2 separate regions of the Gossypium raimondii genome follow, and region 2 is linked to region 1. The links are chromatin contacts, called in public Hi-C maps. All regions are on one chromosome and are shown on one strand. The core of a region is the stretch at or near the end of the contact, and the rest is flanking DNA. Distances in the headings are between cores, read along the strand shown.

What was found. A called contact is a pair of places that touch in the nucleus more often than the background predicts.
Region 2: a contact with region 1 is called in a Hi-C map of leaf, with 2.8 times the contacts expected there. The contact joins the promoter of LOC105763381 here to the promoter of LOC105763380 in region 1. A contact is called at or near these places in 2 of 2 Hi-C or Micro-C datasets (both in leaf).

The regions. Positions count from the first base shown.
Region 1 is chr12:14,867,940-14,875,061 of ASM2569854v1, forward strand. It overlaps LOC105763380 (ethylene-responsive transcription factor RAP2-10), which reads right to left and starts at 2,139. Exons shown (of 3, transcript XM_012581617.2): 1 at 1,052-2,139; 2 at 660-808. The coding sequence starts at 1,741. The coding sequence ends at 1,217.
Region 2 is chr12:15,029,715-15,036,787 of ASM2569854v1, forward strand. It overlaps LOC105763381 (SUMO-conjugating enzyme SCE1-like), which reads right to left and starts at 4,302. Exons shown (of 4, transcript XR_008192014.1): 1 at 4,160-4,302; 2 at 4,028-4,060; 3 at 2,192-2,301; 4 at 1,754-2,093. It overlaps LOC105763382 (protein IRX15-LIKE), which reads left to right and starts at 6,469. Exons shown (of 1, transcript XM_012581618.2): 1 at 6,469-7,073. The coding sequence starts at 6,632.

The DNA of each region.
Region 1 (7,122 bases), core at 889-3,388:
GGTCAACACGCAGTAATTAAGAAGAAATTCATGTCAATCCCTTAAATCCGCAGATTTGATAGACGGCTAATTGGCCAAATATCTACATCAAAAGAGGCCAATGGGCATTGAAGATTCTTAAGTTACTCTTAAACAAACAAGTTTCTTTCGGTGATTGGAAGAAAGTAGTTGTTAAGGAGGACGAAGAAGAAAACAAGTCAAAGCATAAAAATCGTATTGGTGTTTTTGGATTGTCAAGGAGGGGCGAGATTTGACAACTAATGTAATAGATTATTATGAAAAAAAACCTTCCGCAACAGCCAAGTTGGACCGACCAAAACATCATCATCCATTTCCAGGAGGACGGCAATCGTTCTTTTCTTTTTATTATTATTTTTATTCTAGCTTCACGTGTCCCACATCCAGAGTGGAGAACCAGAAAAATACCTACCTCAAAATCTTATCACTCTAGTAGTTATAGCATTAGTGGTTAGTATGGCCAATTTGCACCTAACTGCCCGAATGTGTAGGCCACTGCATTTTCCCTTTTTCATCTCTTCTTGTCCTTTCCTAATTATCTAATACTATCACAAAATATATATTTTTAAAAAGATAATATTATATAAAACAAATAATTAACCTATAAATTATTTTTAAAATAATTATATCTATTTCCTCACTTTATTTGCTTTTTTTTCCGGTGGGGAGTGATCTTTAGACTATATGTCGCTTCAACTTGCACATCTGGTCCCTCCACTCTCCCCGAAGAACAGGAGTGACACCAAAGTAATTACATATCTTTTTTACTGAATCACAGTGAAGAGGCTTCCTATACAAGCACAACCAAATTAATAATAAAAAAACCCTGTAAATGAAGTATAGAAATTAGAGGTTAGAGCCAAATATACAATTATCCTTTTTCTTTTTCTCCAGTGGTCAAATTTTTTACCACCGTCAAATCCCACCAATGAAAAGAAAAACTGCCTAAATAGAAAAACCAAAAAGATTTTTCATTACGACTAATAATTAATACAAAAGGTTTCATCATTTTTTCAGCGTAACCTAGACTTACCTCCACTACAGTGTGCATGATAGGAATTGCCCCCGGTGCATTTTAGCAACCACCCCCCTTGTCCCCTTCCTTTTTTCCCTCGGGGTTGCCGCCAAAAGAGACGGAACAAAAATTACATCATAAAAGTTGGAGGGTCATGATTCAATCAATTTTTTTTTTAACTTCCTATTTCCTTTCCCATTCACCATCTGAATCTTCCGGGTCGGGCATCTTGTTCAAGTCAACCCGATGTAAAAAACCGCCTGTACTTGGCTTCAACTCTTCGTCATAACCATGATTATAATTATGACCACGATGATTATGATGGTGGTGGTGGTGGTGGTGATGAGCTGCCTCAAGAGCATCAACTCTAGCACCAACTTCAATAGCTTTTTTCCTTATAGTAGCCGCTGACAAATCCCCACCGAGAGAGCCGCCACCGGCGCTGCCAACTCTCTCTCCCGCCAAAAGGTCAGGAAAGTTCAACCTCGCCGACGGTCCACGCAGGTAAAAAACCGCCGTGTCATAAGCTCGAGCCGCCGCAACAGGTGTTGAATAAGACCCTAACCAAATCCTCGACCGTTTATTGGGTTCCCTAATCTCAGCCACCCATTTCCCCCACTTCCTCATCCTTATCCCTTTGTAAGGCCTCTCCGCCGTGGACTTCCTCGAACTCTCCCTTGAAGCAACAACTCCTGTTCCATTCTCCATGCCTTGCAAATTATTGGAGAAATCCTATGTTCCTCAACTCTGGGTTGTGTAGTCGGGAGGCTTGGGTTTTTATTAGAACAGGGGAAGAAAGCTGGAACTATGAAGGGGGAGGAGAAGAATGGAGAGTTGGAGATGACATAGTTAGTTTGGTTGTGTCGTGTTTGAAATGTAATGTTTTTCCGACACAACAAAGTTATATGTTAGAACAAACAAAGAAAGGCAGAGAGAAAGAGAAGGAAGAAAAACTATAAAAGAGAAAATCCAAATTCACCGACACAAATCTATGTGTGGAGTAAGGGAATTTTGTTATAAATACAACATACACAATATTATTATTCTTAGTAATTGTTATAACTGGGGGAAAAAGGGAAACGGGGCGTGGACTTGGATGCTTTAAAGCTTGGCATGTTGGGGTTGTCTTTGGTATATAAATATGAATTTTATTGTCTTCCATTTTCTTTTATTATCTTTGATTTCAAACTTATGTTACACCTAATTTATTGTTTAAATATTAGTTTATGATTTTGTTTTCTTATTGCGATGCTTTCAAAATAGAATTTATTAATCTCATTTCTTTCATATTAAAATAGAGAGATGAAACCGGTGTCCTTAGGTGTTTGTTTAGCTAAGATTTCACACTACGGTATACTTTAATCATTAATTAAAGAATACATAAAAGAAACTTGATCACGCAAACAATTAAGTGATTAGGAAGGCGGTGATGGAGGGATTGGAGGAATTGTCGTTTTGTGGGCAAGTGAAGTGAATTTCAAAGGGTTTTAAAAAGGAAATTACTTTTTTCGTTTTCTCAACCTTTTTTAATTAATCAATAATTAAACTCAATTTCATGATAATGATTCTATCTTTGTTTGTTTTGCCATCTTTTTATTATAATAGTTTTGTTTTTAAAGGAGTGAGTAGGCGAGCAAGAGCTAAGAGATAGGGTAGGTCGGTGTTCGGTCGGTGGATAGATACCGTTAGGAATTGACTTTCTCTCCACGCAATAACCATATGGGTGGATGGGCTTTTTATAAACTTTTTTTTAGCACGTTTGTTAAAATTTATAGCTTTCATTGTTAATTGGAGTCTTTTAAAATTCAGAAACATAGAAATAAATAATTGACGGGTGGAACGCGGATGTCTTGAACATACTGAACTTGTAGTTGTAATCAGTGGGTTTTTAATTTCACATTTTAACTGTTTGAAGGTGTATTTATATTTGTATTGTCAACTAAAATGTTTAATATCGAATTTTCATTTATATCAGTTTTGGTTTTAATTTTTATGCAAGCCATAAGCATTTATTGTTGGTAAAGAAGTTAAAGAAATCTCTCTACCACGGGCTGAGTTAGAGCGAGCTGTGAAGAAGGTAGAGAATAAGGATCCATTACTTGTGAATAGTGATGACTTGGAAATGGAGGAGGCAATCTTTAAGGAGAAGTTTATGGCAAATGCACATGGAGACAATAAGACAGAAGGGGTTCTTGGATGATAATGAGAAAGCTCTACATGAAGATGATGTGCATATCTCAACGGATGACCCTTATCTAGATATTTGCTTTTCTAAAAGAGGTCATGGTCTAACTGATCAGAGTATGCACCAAATGCTTATTGTTCGTTTTCTTGGTTGAACAATTGGGTATCGGGCACTTGAGAACATAATTAAAAGCCTTTGGGAAGTTGTTGGTGAATTCAAAATTGTCAATCTGGATAATAATTATTTCCTTGTGAAGTTTGCCAACCAAAAGGTCTTGGTGGGAGGATCTTGGATGGTCTATGGACATTATCTTATTGTTCAGCCATGGAGCCACGAGTTTTCTACAAAAGTGTCACATCTATCGAAAATTGTTGCTTAGATTCATTTACCAAGACTCCCATATATGTACCATGGGCTTAATGAGGGCAATTGCTAAGGTTATTAGTAAGGTGGTTAAAATAGACTACAATATACAAATTTTGGTAATTGGGGGTGCTTTATGAGGATTGTTTTTGTGATCGACTTGAACAACCCTATTGTCTTCTTTATTGGGGTTGATAGGGTTTAAGAAATATATTGAATATGAGGAACTTCCAACAATTTGCCATAGGTGTCGGAGATTCGACCACTTTAAAGAGAATTACTCCTTGAGTGATAATGTTGGGTAAAGTATGTTAGGATATTGTGCCTTGAGTGTAGTTTATTCGTTATTTATGCTTGTAATTTTTTTAATAGATTGATTTAAATAAAATTCCATTATTCACATTAATCTTGTTTGTACATGTCCTCAACAATTTTTTCATGCAAAGCAAAATATAAGCAAATATTGACTCATTGATTACCTAGTGTTTAACTAATACTAAGTTGTATAATGGTTGGATTGTGATGTGAGAAGACAACTTGAATTAGTAGGTAATCTAAAAGGTCCATAGTCTTATGAATCGAAATTAAGCAAATCGATTAAAAGGCTATTATCTTGTCTATCAAGTCCAAATAGGGAGATACCTTGTCTTGGGTATTAGAGTGGTTTCCTCTTCTAAGATAGAGACAAAAATGTGATTGTTCGAATTGACAACACATCGGACAAAATCCAAGTTGAATTCATCCTAGATTCATTTATGGATTAATTTACTTCTGACATTCATAGTGTGGCTTACCTCAATCTTGAGTAAGCAATAGGTTATGTGTAACACCCTCAACTCAACCCGATTTACCGAGTCCGGATCTCGAGTGTTACTAGGCGGTGCAAAACATTTAGCAAAAAAAGTTTATTATTTCTTTTTTAAGATTGTTATTTGAGGTCCATAAGAAAATCTCAACATTTTTAAAAATTTGAAATGGAGTACATGGTAAACATTTTATTACAACTCATCTTATTCAAATCTCTACAAGTTAGGGAATTATTTAATATAGACTTAAATTTTTTTTTAAAGTTGCACCACCAGTCTTCTGTATGCATTATAGCCCAATTCGCCACCAGCTTGGCGTACTTTTGGTGTTGTCCCTCTAGGCAAATCTACTTCTCAACAAACATGAAAAAAAGTAATAACCTCGTAAGTACAGAAGTATTTAGTGAGTTCATTAACAGTACCTTGGCGGAGTCTTGTAATACTTTAGGACTTTCCATGGTTCAACTTCTACTCTTTGCAATTTGCTATGACTGATATCGTAAGGTCTTATTCTTCATGTACACGCCAATTATCACATCCCTGTTATACTTAATCTTTTGTACTTAATTAGCAGGAGGGCCCTTCTCGTTATTTCATGATTTTCTAGCTCCAATATACTTTTGTAAGAGAATACCCTTAGAAACCACTTCCATCAATCCATAACTCAACTCATGCTCTTCTTCCAATTAATTTCTTACTTTCATTGTCTTGGCCAAACACATACATATGTCGGATCCTTACATAGTTTTTCATACTATTGATTTTTACTCAAATATGCCCTGATTCATTTAAGTTCTTATACCTGTACTGGTAATTCACTACGAGCAACATCCAAGTGAACTCCATATCATGCTATAACATAATCTCATAATTCAAAACAACATTGACTTAGATTCAGAATAAATTTGAAAGATGTGATAACCTTTACTTTTGATACTTACAGATCATTATAAGAAACACCTTTCTTGACTTATAGATATACCTCTCATTTTCATGGAAATCCCTTAAGACTTTATTCAACTCTTATTCCAAAGCTTTTGTCAAAAAAAAAAAAAAACTCTTATTCCAAAGCATATAAATACCTTATATAGGTTATACATATTACAGAACTACTAGAACTTACTAATATCTTTCCATAGAGACAGACATTTAGATTCATAGCTTACTAGATATTCTTGACAGTTCATGCCACATAGACTTAGCAAAATACACCATACAAGCAATCAGAGAGAACACACCACTAAGGAGATCCACTTAAAGTTCACCACAAATTCTATTCTTTTATATTATGCCACAAAGGCATTCCTTTAATATTACGCCACAAAGGCTTTTCTTTCATTTTGCGCCACAAAGGCTTTTCTTTCATATTATGCCATATGCTTTTCTTTCATATTACACCACAAAGGTTTTTCTTATTTGACGTGTTTATGATATGGATTTGCCTAAACTCACGTTATGTGAGGATTGCCCATCATCATCCTGGGACACGCAGAGAACCCCATTGGGTAATCACCATCCTTTAGTTCCTTTCAGAAGGTGCCATGGCCATGGGCTTTTTCTTCAAGATTCATATTAGAGATCATGTTTTTAGTCCCAACGGATCCCTTTAGACTCCACCACGGTGAACAGAAACAGACTCACTTGACTGACTCTTAATGCATTAGCACCATTTAAGACTTCATACTTTGATCCATTAACAACACCCGACTAACTCACATTTAATCAATATATTCCATTTGTGATCATACAATCATACATCATCATTAGAATACTTATGATATACTTAACTTGTTAGATTCCATACGGACTACGAATGCAAAACCTAACAAACATTCATACAATAGTATAACCTTCATATTATACTTTTATGATGTTGGTTTCATATTTCATCCAATTTTCATAGAAATATCTAGCATAAATGGTATACATGCATGAGTCAGTTCAGGGACTCACCTAAAACCATTGATAACAACTAGGACTCCAGATTCATCATCTAACCAGAAATCGCAATAACCACTGCTTATAAAACATGTGAACACTATCAAAATTCATTCGTATAACTTTTACCATCATCTGAAACCCAGATAACCACCATGCAAAGCCTTTAGTTCTTCATCTTACTGCTCACACACATAAAAGCAGACTTACTCTTTTAGAAGCCAATATGCAATACCATAATACTTACCCAGGATGTTAAAAAACCCTCTGCAAGAACTCAAATCCTTTATTTTAGCTCAATCAAGAAAAATATATGCTCAGCTCCAAGGAAAATCAACAATGGTGTTTTAAATGGAAGAAAGAAGATAACTCTCTTTTGTTCTCAAGACATTATCAATATATATACATAAAAATCATGTTCTCATTGTAACACCCCAAACCCGATCCAATGAACCATATTCGAATCTTGGGTGTTACCACTCTAATACAGTTGTAACTTACCTCTGCTTACACAAATTACAATTGATTTCAACTATTTAAATACAAGATTTCATAATATAATACATAAGTATAGATAATGAAGAGTTTCGATTCTAATATATAGGGAATTTTATTGAAATAATATCCTGGTCTAACGTATTTATCCCAATTCAAGGGTTTCTATATGACAAACAAACTCAATTACGCCATCAAGTTTGCTCTATATTCATAATAATCATATATGTCACTCATTAGGCGTAGTCTTGGCATTGTTTCCTACAGACATAGTCTCAAATTCTACTTAAAACAGAAAACAT
Region 2 (7,073 bases), core at 3,052-5,551, 160 kb after region 1:
TAAATACGTAAAGGGTTTTATAAATTCATAGAGATACGGATAGTGAATTATATAAATTGAACTTTTAATAGAAATCAAGTCAAATTTCAAAAGAAATTGATTAGATTGACTTACGTTACCATGGATGAGAAGTAGTGATTATGAACATCCTTTGTAATGAAGAAAATAGATCATCCCAAGCAAATATTAAAAACAAACTTTAAAAGTGAATCTTACTTCTCAATTTCATATAGATAACGGTAACAAATCTTTCACCATCCTTAAGAACATAAAGTAAAATAAGTTAATCAAAACAATAATAATGTATAATGAGAAAAGAATGAAAAATAATAATCAGATATGAAATATTAAATAAAAAAAACTTCCTGTAAAAACTTTGCATCTTGTCGTAAAAAAATATTGAAAATCATGAAGGACAAATTTGATCGTCGATAAAAGGAACTATCACTTTGAGCAAGATCGTGCTCATAACGTGTTATAAAATAAAGAGAGGTGGAGAGAATAAAGAACAAAGAAAATATGAAAGTAATAGAAGATGTACTTTATTGATCAAAAGGGGTAATTACAATGTTTTATCAAAGTCTCTATTTATAGACAAAAAAGTATAAAAGGAGTAGAGATCTAATTCTAATAACTATTAGAATTTAAAATACATTAAAACTTTATATTGATCATGATGGACATCCACTTAATAAGATCTTTATAACATAAACACAATTTACAATGTTTACATCTCAAATTCATTGCTTTCAAAATCGAGCTGGACTAATTGGATTGACAATCAACCAATACACTAGTCTGAAACAAGCAAAAAGCCAATTGACTGTGAATCGATTACAAAATACAAACACTAAAGTCAAATATACATTCCATTTGGCCAAATCTGAGTGATCCCTATACGTCTAAGTATGGTTCAAAGCTCAAAGCAATTTAATATTTTTTTTAAACAATTTCATTGTAAGTTTTTATCATATTTCCTCTTTTTGAGCCTAAAACTACTCATAGCCTCTCGCCAATTCATAAATAGGAGTATAATACGCTTTAACGTATTTAAACTCATGTTCTCTTGTACTGATAACAATACCCATACCAATCGAACTAAGTCTCAGTCGACAATGTTTAATATTATTAAAATTATGGTAATAGGTTATTTTAAGTTTGAAGTTTATAAATGGATATTTTAAATTTACTTTTAATATCCAATGGCTGAAGCTTTATGTCACGTGGAAGATCCCGCCACTAAAGATCATAATGTATTCTACACCAATTAAATCTTATTTTTATCAACTACCTATTAAACAAGATTTTTTTTTTTTTTTACCATAATTTTGTTCTTTTTGGCTACATCAATAAACCACTTGAAACTTTTAATTGTCTTTTGCACAAATACATCATTGGACATTTTGTCTCTAGTCCATAAAGTAAGACCTGAAAGAAAAAACCTTTCACTTGACAAGTTACAAATTTACTTGTAAATAACAAACAAACTCTGATGAACGCAAATGTTGGTTCATAATCATACAATTTAGACGAAAGGGTAACTGCGAATATTACCAAATATCAAAGGCAATTTTCTCTAGCGAAGACAATGCCTAACATATACATGATGCAGCAAGCCGCCATGTTTACTGGCAACGTTGAACAAAATCTAATTATCTAATAACACTTTAGACCAGAGGCGGGTACTGCTTTGCTTGCAAGCGGACCCTTCTCTTATATTCATCAGCATCGTGCAAAAGAAAGAGAAAGTATATATGATTAAATGATTATGATTTTACTTTAATTGAAGCTCCTCGAAAAGGGAGGAATACAGAGTGCCATGCCTAGAAACTTTATTGCATTTAGCAACCAATAACCATCTTAAATAGAATAAGGTTTAATGAGTTAGATCGATTTAAAAATGATATCAGGAACGTTATAATCATTCAGTTCATAATCAAGATTATCCAGTCAATGCAAAATCAACTCAAGAAACATACATGTATCAAGATGTTGTACCCTTCAGCTTGAGCAGGATCGGTAGTATTTGGTGCATTCAGCAAGTCCTGGATTCCCACAAGAATCTGTTTCACGGTTATGGCAGGTCTCCAGCCCTATGGAAACAAAAATGGCCTTAAACCTCCAAGATGGAGCGATGGAATCACTCTGATCCAAGTATGTAAAACAACAATCAAGAGGAGAAAATACTTACACTATCCTCATTAAGGATCGAAAGGCAAATAGTACCAGATGGGTAAACGTTTGGGTGGAAAAAAACCTTGTGGAAATTTACACTCTGGAGGCTTGCTATGATAATCTTCACTGAAGTACAGTGTAAGTGGGAAGTAACCACCCTCCCAATTAGTTTGTAACATAGATCAGACATCGAGTTAAGCCAATTGAACTTTTAAAAGAAACACAGCTATAATTGTATCTAACATGCACACATTCTTTCACTATTCTTTTCTCTTTATTCTATACTAACACAAATTCTCATGAGACTGTTTAATCAAATATTTAACTTCTTCAAAAAATTTGTTTAAAATCAAATTTCAAAGATGTAAAATTTGTTTAAAATCAAAATATTGACACAAGCTTTCATTACTCGTTCTTTCACTTCAAACAACTGAAGCAAATTCAGGGATGCAATATTATGTCAAGATCAAAATCAATAGCAACACAAAGTTGCAAAGCAGACCTAAAATTTGCAGCCCAAACTTGTAAGCTTTCAATCTGCAACATATAAATAGCCAGATAACCTCAGGATTTATAATCCTATAAGTAGCCATGCTACTTATTGAAATTGCAAATGCCTTAAGAACCAGGCAGTGAGCAACTCAATTCGAAAAGCTTTCTCCTAGTCATATCTAGAGGTACATGAACAATTTTTAGTTATCAACAGTGGTGAAAATTTTCCAGAAAATAGTCCTCGCCAATAATGTATATAAGTCTCCATTAACATGGAACAAGAAGATGAATGAGGCCTAAGTTCAAAGACCACACCAAAGTTGATTACTATATAATTAACAAATGACAAGAACTTTAAACAATATTGGTGAACCGCTAATAAGAACAACCAAAAATGTAGACAAAATAGACTTCCATGAGTTATGACAGGTTATTAATGAGAAATTTGTGTGTTCATAAGCTCTGCAACTAAGATAGAAGATCTAAAGCTTCAACAACCACTAAACTCCCAAAACAAATCAGGAAACAACATTTTAAGATAGCAATAATGCCCAAACTGCTTTAGACATAGGGGAAGAAGCAAAGGAAGTGAAAATGAATGCAATTAATACTCAACTCACAGAAGCAGGTCTTTTGGCTAGCAGCTATACAATACCAAACAACTAATCTATAAACCATTAAAATAATGTTAACAACATCACGTTGTGATAATACATATAATAGCAATTAATAGGTAGTCTCGACTCCACAGTTCATAGGTCTCTGTTTTCAAGACTATTGATCAAATTATGTAAAGGTCACCATCATAAAATATCTACAACTATTTAACCTATCAACCTGACATAAAAGATTGTTTAGATACAAAAAAAAAAACACTTATAAAAGCCTCAAATCTATTTTTATTTCCTCTTTTATGTACAAAAAAGAATATATCAACTTCCAGTTTTTGTACATGCAGTTCGATATCTACTATTCTTCCCATCAATCATCATTTTCCTAAAACTTTCTAAAAAAAGTACGACAAATAATGCATCTATAGCACAACCTTCAAATAATCACGGTGAAAATAAACCCATCACTAAAATTTTTAGAACCATCAATATCTTTGCAGTCTATGTTTTACAAGCTTAAATCGCATAAGATTAGGTTTCAATTAGATCAATTCATCTCCATCTCTAATATTATCTCAAAATGACTGCCTAATTTAACCAAAATGAAACAATCTAAAACAAAATCATAAATTTAAAAGAACAACACAGTGTCCAATTGCCAACAAGTGAAAATAATAGACAAACCCGCCCGATTTATTGAACCAATAATAGAAAAAAATTAGAGGAACTAAATAGAAAATTTAACTTACCAGGAATAATGACTCAGGTTTCGCAACAAATTCCTGAAATTTCAAAAGAAAAAGGAAATAAAAGAACATCAAAGAAAATAAAAATAATAAAAATTTTTAAACCAAAAAGGAAAAAGAAAGAAGAGAACGGACATGAGGATGGTTTTTCCTCTATGCTTTTCATTCCTTGGCAAGTCGACCACGCGCTATTCCTCCCGACGTATCTTCTCTTACTTCCTCCTACACCTGATCATTGATAATTGATAATTGGTTGGTACACTCAACCCGGCCCAAAAACACTAGGAGAGTTTTGATAAAAATATAAGTTAAAAAAATATATTTTAGCAAACAAATAAGACCCACTTTAAAAATAGGTCAGATTTCGAGTAAGTTTTTTCTTTGAGTTCGACTTGATTTGAATTTGTAAAAAAAATATTGTTGTTTTCTATTATTTTGTTGCCATTTTATTATTATATTGTTATTATTTTATTGTTATTATTTGGATATTATATAACTTGTTAAGTTGTACTTATAATAGTATTATTTAAGTATAAAGATTTTTTTAATTTATTTTTAATTTGTTGGGAAACATTTATTTTAATATTTTTAGTGTATTTGATGTATTATATATTTTAAATTTATTTTTATATAAAAAATAATATAAAATAATTAATACGGGCAGGCCGGGTTGAGCTCGGGTTTTATCTTTTTTATTCGGGATGGGCTTATCAAACAAGCCTAAAATTTTGTTATAGCCCAACCCAACCCATGTTCACCTCTACTCCTTCCCTCATTCTCTTTCTTAAATAATTAATTTTTTATAATAATGAATAATAGCTTAGAGGTGCTCCTGGGCTCAGTCAGGTTTGAGTCAGACTCATATAAGGTATATAAATCAATTTTTTAAGTTCGGGTGGCCTAAAAAATAGGCTTATTTTTTTCAAGCCCAATCTGATTTGAAAACATGCATGGATGGGATGAAATTTATTAAATTTCATTCATCGAATGTGTGAATTTTCAAGTTTGGAAAATCAATCAACTTGCGATGACTTTTTGGGTAAGATCCAGATATATTTGGGTTGAGATGTCTTATAGGGTTCAAAGATCTATTTCTTAGTTTTGAAATACACTTTGAATCACTTGATTTCGAGTTTAGGAGCTCAAGTTATGACCGTTTTAGTGAAGACTGCACAAGTAGAATCTCTAGACGAGATTATTACGGAAATTACAAGTTTCGGGCTTTTAATTCGAGTTTAAATCTTATTAGGTTCGATCTTTAGGCTTATGTTTTTATTTTATATGAGTGCAGTATAGTATTTATTAGGTATTATTATTTTATTGTTTATTTATTCCGAATTTTGAAGAATTTTTAAGTATTTTGAGAGTTTTATGTTTTTAGTTCAAAACTAATTGTTTAGATTAATTAGATATCTTTTATGATTTTAAAAATAATTAGCATTATTATATTATAAACTTTTCATCTAGTCAAAACTAAAATAATAAAAAATATTAGATGCAGTGGTAAGACAGATTATAAGAGAAAATGAAGTTTAAACCTTAAAATAATATTATTGAAAAGATAGTTACGAATCTTGAATATAAATCATAAAACTAATATGAAAAATATTAAAAAAATTAAAAAATTAAAAATATAGAGCAAGGAATAAAGAAAATGCAGCATGATTTGCTTGTTAACGGCGGAACCAATCCAAAAAAACCCACATAATATTTTTTACAGTTATTATGCAAATATGAAATAATCCGGATGCACTGTAAATGGGAATCTTTGAGTAGGTGAATTGTCAGCTTCAATGGTAACTAATTAATTAAGAAATGGCATTATATTTAAAAAGGTTACGTGAGAACTAAACCTGAAATTGATCAAAGGCAAAACGACTTTTGGATTGTAATTAGTTATGGGGTCACTTACAATAATAGTTCCCCAATCCACCAACTCCCTTGCCTCCAACCACCCTGTTTTTCCCCTGCTTTTCATACCACATCATGTCTTGGAGCACCCCCTTTTCACCATAATAATCACTCACGTCAACTAACAATTTTAACATTTATGTTACAATATATTTTTATATAAAACTCGACTAAATAATTAATGAACTTATATATATATATATATATATAAATATCCGAGGTTAATGATAATGTGATTTATTGATAAAATATTGGATTTTCAATCTCAGTAATCAGGAATCAACCGATGGTAATATAAAAACATGCAAGCCCAAGAAAAGTTATAATAACAGACACTTGTTGAATGTATTATTATTATTATTATTAAGTTTCAACAACCGCACAATGTTTGCATAGAAAGAAAACCAACCAACTTTTTAAAAAATGAGAAAAAAAATACTTAATTTGTTTTCCATGTGGTTTAATTTGGATTCTAGAACATTATTAGGTTGTGTGTAATATCAGTTCATGTTGGCTAATCTCTTACATTGCTTCAACCTGATGTATATCCATCCTTAAATCAAACCCCATTTTTCTCTCAATCTTCTCATCAGAAGACCAAAATCTTCTGATTCATTTCAATAGAAGAGGGGGAAAAAGTGTTAAGAAGTAGAGCACTTGTTCTTTTTTTGTTTTTGACAGAGAATCCAGAATAAAATGAAGACCAGTAACAGCAATACTAAGCTAATTCTCCTCCATCCTTATATCCAAAAACAAGGAAGCTCAAACAGATTATGGCTTCTTGCTTTTGTCTCCTTCTTCACCATAGCTTTCCTTCTAACTCTTATATACACCAGAGAGTCGATTACTACTAAAACTACTGCCCCAAGCACAACAGTCACCGGCCCTGCAGGCTCCGCCATTGGTGGTCCGCCGTTGCCAACCACCGTGGTCAACACCCTCCTCCACTATTCTTCAAAATCCAACGATAGTTACCACATGACATACTCAGAGCTCAAGCCAATCTCCGATGTGCTGAGGAAATGTTCTTCCCCTTGCAACTTCCTTGTTTTCGGTCTAACACAAGAAACCCTTCTCTGGAAGTCCTTGAACCACAACGGACGCACAGTTTTCATCGACGAAAACCGGTATTACGCCG